Linked DNA regions of Pan troglodytes: region 2 is linked to region 1. A link is a contact called in public HiChIP or PLAC-seq data. All regions are on one chromosome and are shown on one strand. Each heading gives the region's core, a stretch centred on a gene start, on an enhancer-like site or on the middle of the called end of the contact. The rest is flanking DNA. Distances are from core to core; before and after follow the strand shown. Region 1 has its middle 54 kb from the start of ATP2B1. Region 2 overlaps LOC100613094 (a long non-coding RNA gene).

Region 1 (2,758 bases), core at 175-2,674:
TTTATTAGGTGAAATTTAGGTTATTCTTCTGTTAAAAAGATTTGAAATAGTGTCTGGAAGGGCTATTTATTGTACCACATTAACCAATTCTCCATCAGTGACTGAAGAGAGGAAAAATGCTATCATTCTGTTCAATGTTCGTTTATCTTACACATCAAGGGCACAGCTCAGAAGGCTGGTAACGTCAAGCCTAGTGAGATACATAAACTGATAAAAAAATTATTTGCAACAGCATTGATTTATATTTATTCACTTTTAAACGTCTTTTACACATTCTGTGTCTAATCTTTTAAAATATTTTAAAACAAATGCTATCATCAGATCGTGAACATAATACCATACTTCCTATTGCCTGTATGCTTTTGAGGAGGCTATATAAATATTAATTTTCCAGTTCTGGAATTAAGAGAAAGAAGATTGCAGAACTTATCTTTTTGTTCTGATTAACTGATACTGAAAATAACACTGACAAGGTCTCTGGGCCAGTGGCGACGGTGAGTTCAAATAAAGATTAGATGAAGATGAAGCGCGGTATCTTAGGTAAGATACACATCTTTACTGTGTATATGCGTGTACAAGAAGGAAAACTTGCTTTTTTTTTTTTAAGTAGATGTTACGAAGGATGGTTTTTTTTTTTTCAACTTGCAAAATCTCTTGAAGGTTGGAGCAGAGCCGCCGGTTACCTTTGAGCATCGAAATACCGCAAGTTATCCCGTTTCCTTTTCCCCTCAGGAAAGATGGGTGCAGGGTTGAGATGTTACAAGAGAATTAAAAGAGAGCTACCAGCTTGGCATAGTAGAAGAAACAAACCCAAAATGAAAACACCCGGATTTTAAGCGCGGATCATGCGAGGCCGGTTTGCACTGGCCGAACGCCTGCGTTAACCCTTTGGGCGCCGCAGCTGGGATCCCCGGTGTTTGCGGACCCGACCGGCAGGAACAGAGATGGGGTGTCCCGCGCCCGCATGGGGAGTGAGCTCTCTTCCCCAAAGAGGGAGCGAGCCGAGAAGCACTTTTGTCCTCCGGTGCGTGCGTCACGGCCCGGGACAGGCGTCGAGTCCGGTTTGGAGTGGGGGCAGAGACGCGGCGAGGAGCCGCTCAAATGTCCGCTGACTGGGGGTTCGCCTTAATCTGTCCTCGCCAGGAGCGCTCGCCCTCGCCCTCCCGCTGGCTCGCTCCTGGGCCCTGGAGGGGCATGGGCCCGGGGGCGGTTCGGGAGGGGCCCCAGGTGAAGGGCGCCCGCACTTCTCCTGCGGCAATCATCGCTCTCCTGCCTCCACACGTCGCGGCAGCGGCCCGGCCCCGCGCCGAAACAGCAGCTGTGACTGACGGAGTCACCTCCCCGCGCGCCTGAGCCACCCCCTCCTCCCCCGCCGCTCCCTCCTGCACCAACACGTCATGGAAACACGGACGTCAGAGTCTCTCAGCCAATCGCAGGCTGCGGCAGGAGGGAAGGGGCGCGCTGGGGGGGGCGGGGGCAGCGGCAAGCCAAGGCGCTCAGGGGAAGGAAGAAAGGGAGGGGCGTGCGGAGGCGCAAGTCCCCACCTCCGCCCCTCACTCCGGCCACCCTTTCCCGACCGCGCGGCAAGTTCTAATCGCCAGGCGCGCGCTCGCCAGCCGAGGGCGCGCTCGCCGGGTCCTCCCCTTAAACGCCCTCCCAGTGCCGCTCAGCTCCCAGTCCCGGTCCGAGCCGCGGTTCCTCCGCGCGCGCGCGCGCGCACTCGCCCGCCCCCAGGCTCCCCGCGGATCGCGTCACGTGACCGCGCTCAGCCAAGGCGGCGGCGGCGGCGCGAGCTTCGGCGGCGGTGGCGGCTGTGGCAGCGGGAGCAGCTGCGCCGCCAGCGTGGAGCGGGAGGCGTGTGGGTGTGGAGAGAAGGGAGCGCCAGACCGGAACGGGTGAGCGTTCTCCTCCCCCTGCCTACCCCGGCAATCTTGCAGGCCACCCGGTGCAGACGGGGTCCCTGCCCGGAGCTGCGCGCAGCCCCCTCGTGCTCGGCCGTCCGCTCTTCGGTGCCCGCGGGCCCCGCCCCGAGCGGGGCGGGCTGCGGCGCTCACGGAGGTGGCTGCACCCCGCCCGCGGCTGCTGTTGCGGACGGCGGCGTGAGGCCGGCTGAGCTGCCCGTGCCGAGCGAGCGCGGCGCGCCCTGTGTGCCGCTCTGCGGAGCGGAGGAGGCGGGTCCTGCGGGGACGCGGGCGGCCACTCGGTGGCTGCCGGGCTCTGGGCGGGGACGGCCGGGCGCCGCCTCCTCCTCCTTCGCTGCCGCCGCCGCCGCCGCCTCCTCGCAGTGCAGCGTGAGTAGGGAGCCCCGGCTGGTGGACGCCGAGCCTCTCGGCTCCTTGGCCGCCCCATCCCCGAGGTGCAGCTGCACCTCCGCGTGGCGCCCCGAGCCCTGCGAGCCGGCTGCGGACGCGCTGAGGACGGAGCCCCCATCCTCTGCGTTTCCCGCTGCCCCTCACCGCCCCGCGACCCTCCCGCAGCCTGCCTTTCCTTCCCCCTCGGAAAATGGTTCCCACTGCCGGGCGAGGTGAGTGGCGGCCGCCGCCCGCCCGCGGCCGGGGGCGGCGGGGCAGGTCACCTGCGGGGGAGGCCAGGCGGAGCACAGAGGTCGGGCGTCGCGGCGGGGGTCCTGATAGCTGGGTGCGCGGCGGGTTGCGCCGGATTCGGGAGAAGCTGACGGGGGCGGTCGGGGCCCCTCGCAGGTTGCCTCTTGCTGGGAGATTGTGAAGGTGAGCGGGCTTCTCGCTGTGCACCTCAGCGC
Region 2 (2,785 bases), core at 119-2,618, 160 kb before region 1:
CCTCCACCCCCCCACCCACACACAATGCAACTGATTTGGGCCTGAAAAGAACTTAAGGTGGGCCTGAAAAGAAAAGTAATTTTCATACTTTTGAGTATTTTACCAAAAAAGTACCTTGAATCCATTTGCAGCATTATAAATGGGTCTATGAAGAACATTACATATTCATTGATCATTATATATTTTTCCCTTTTTTAAATTGGCCTAATGACCAAAATCTCATAGGCTCAATCATTGAATAGTCTGTGCTCTCTCAATGGTTTTCAACTTATACAAATGGGTAAAAACTCGGTGTAGCACTGGTGTTAGCAGCTTCAATAACAACATCACTGCTGGCATTTACTTACAGCCTTTTATGTGCCTGGCACCATGTTAAGTATTTTATATGCATGATCTCAATTAGTCCCTCAACAATTCAGTGTACCTAGTACTGTATAATAATTGCATCCATTCTCCAGATGAGAAAACTAAGGCTTCAAGAAATTCACTAATTCCCCCAAGATCACAGCGTAAGAGGCAGAGCAAGCATCAAGTGCATGGGTCTGTCTGATACCAAAAGATCATGCTCTGAGCTCTCAATTCTCGAAATGAGAATTTCCAACTTGAAAACAGGTGCTGGACTACTGTAGGGCACTCTACATGAACTATATGTGAAAATCAAGATGTGTTAATGTATTTGTAGACTTTCTTCAGTGGAAAGGTTTTATTTATTTACGTAATATACCCTATTTTGTCTTGAAGATAAAACAGATTTGAAACAAAAATAGAAAGCAGTTGTTCAGAAAACCAATCCAGCAAAAACAGAAAATGTCTGAACCAGAGTTACACTGGCCGCCCTGAATGCCTGTCACTCTACACCTTCTTCCTTCCCAGGGCCTAATGGGAAAGCATTAAGCTGACCTAAACTCCAAGTTTCCTGGGGTTTGGCAGGCTGTATCTTATTGAGGGTTGGTATGACCACACAAGCAGTCTAAACAGCTGCTCTGGGACCAGGCCACTCAGGGTGTGGTCATTTAGACTGGCGTGGGTGGTAAAAGTGCGCTGACCACAGGACCACGTTCCTGTAATGGCCCTTTCAGAATCCAGGTGGTCAAGGGAAGTCTCTGCGTTCTCCCCCAACCCCCTCAAATGCTTTGCTTAATCCAGAAGGGTTGAGTGGATAGAGGGAACCTTCCACTCCAAGCAGAAGAACAAGTTGAGGAGCCAAAATTCCTTGCCATCTGGGGGCATGCCAGGCTTCCAAGCAGCCATGCGCCAGTTTGCAGGAGCACTTGGGCATTAAACCGACCTGTCAATACACCGTGTCAGCCTTCATCCCACTGATGTGACTAAGCTGGGAACTTGCTCTGCTGTGGGGGTGGGCCTGTCCTTTTCATTCCTCTAAGGATTTCCTGTGAGCTGAAGGATCACGAGGAACTGCCAGAATGAGCGTGTGCAGATGGCAGTAAGGTTTCACCTCAGCAAAGAACTAGCACTTTTGTTTTTTCTCAGGAGTGACAAGTCAAAAGCTAGCTATTAACACAGGGGGCCCACTAGGGGAGTCCAAAAGAAAAGCATATTGGCATTTGCATTAGGCATTAAAGAATCCACAGAGATGTTAGAAAACCCAGAGGGAAATAGAAGTCAGAGAAGTTTCCCTACTTACACACTAATGATGTTTATCTGCACAGAAGACTGCTTCTGTGCTAGTACTTTATATACAATTTAGAGGCTATTAAAATTTAATTTAAGATAATTCATTATAAATGTATTTTCTATTGGAAGTTTCAGAATAGTAACTCAAACATTTCAGAAATCTCTGTTTTTACTTACACGGTGTTTTGCCCTCACCACTGAATAAAAAGCTCAGGTATAGTCGCCCACCCAAAATAATTGACTCCTCCCTCCAACCTTGCTTCTGAATATTCAAACACAGCTGTGGGAGTGAAGTGAGAGGCAGAAAACCTGACAGCGAAGAAAATCTCTCTGTTTTACATAAACTCAGGCACTTTGGCGGTTAGGAGGTGTGTTTTCCAGAGTGTTAGACACACTTCTTCAGTCCTAATTGAGAATGTTGTTATCAGCATCCTGTAATTGCAAATGCCAAATTTAAATATCAATTTTAATTAAACAGGAGCAAACAAAGAAAAAATTCAAAAGCACCCCGATAGGTAAAGTTTCAATTTCCTAGATTATCTACATCAATGTATATGGATAGCTATCTAGGTCCATATCTGGATATTGCATAATCAACATGAAGTAATGGAATAAATATAAACATTAGAATCTAGGCCCTATCATTTCATATGACATTGGACAAATCATTTATGCATTCTATGCCTCAGGACACCATCTGAAAAATGAGGGAAAATTATACCTAGGTATTACAGCATAATAGAAAATGTAATCTACCATCATTTTGTAAACTTCATGAGAACAAGGAATCCAAGTTTTTTGTGTCTTTCATTAATCCTGATCTGACTCCACGTTCATTCCCACCATATTAATCCAAACGTTAAACGCTGAATTCTTTTGACTTAAAATCATGCTATAGGTTTATGTTCAGATATTCTTACACATTTCCACTATGAATTATCTTTGACTACTTCCTTTCTCTTAATCACCTTATCAGGTCCATTAGCAAGTACTGTTAATTTAACCTCTAGAACTTATTTCAAAACCATCCATCCACTTCTGTGTACCTCCACCGCCACCGTCTAATCCAAGCCATGGTCTCCTAGATGGACTCCTGCAATAGCCTCCTAACTGGTCTTCTCTCCCATTTCACCACACCTTTACAGTCCAT

What was found. HiChIP or PLAC-seq counts read pairs in DNA pulled down with a chosen protein or histone mark.
Region 2: a contact with region 1 is called in an H3K4me3 HiChIP or PLAC-seq map of stem cell-derived excitatory neurons, with 3 times the contacts expected there. The contact joins two enhancer-like sites. A contact is called at or near these places in 1 of 7 Hi-C or Micro-C datasets (stem cell-derived neural progenitor cells) and 1 of 1 datasets of contacts at active chromatin or transcription factors (stem cell-derived excitatory neurons).

What each region holds. Positions count from the first base shown.
Region 1 is chr10:96,525,212-96,527,969 of NHGRI_mPanTro3-v2.0_pri, reverse strand. No RefSeq gene overlaps it. Among named protein-coding and RNA genes, the nearest start is that of ATP2B1, 54 kb to the right of the region's middle. Within about 2 kb of position 1,424, at least 20 of the 24 cell types and tissues checked have an H3K27ac peak or open chromatin away from gene starts, as enhancers often do. A contact at or near this core is called in stem cell-derived excitatory neurons, where this site is marked.
Region 2 is chr10:96,687,939-96,690,723 of NHGRI_mPanTro3-v2.0_pri, reverse strand. The region is part of intron 1 of LOC100613094 (a long non-coding RNA gene); the gene reads right to left. Among named protein-coding and RNA genes, the nearest start is that of ATP2B1, 220 kb to the right of the region's middle. Within about 2 kb of position 1,368, at least 2 of the 24 cell types and tissues checked have an H3K27ac peak or open chromatin away from gene starts, as enhancers often do. A contact at or near this core is called in stem cell-derived excitatory neurons, where this site is marked.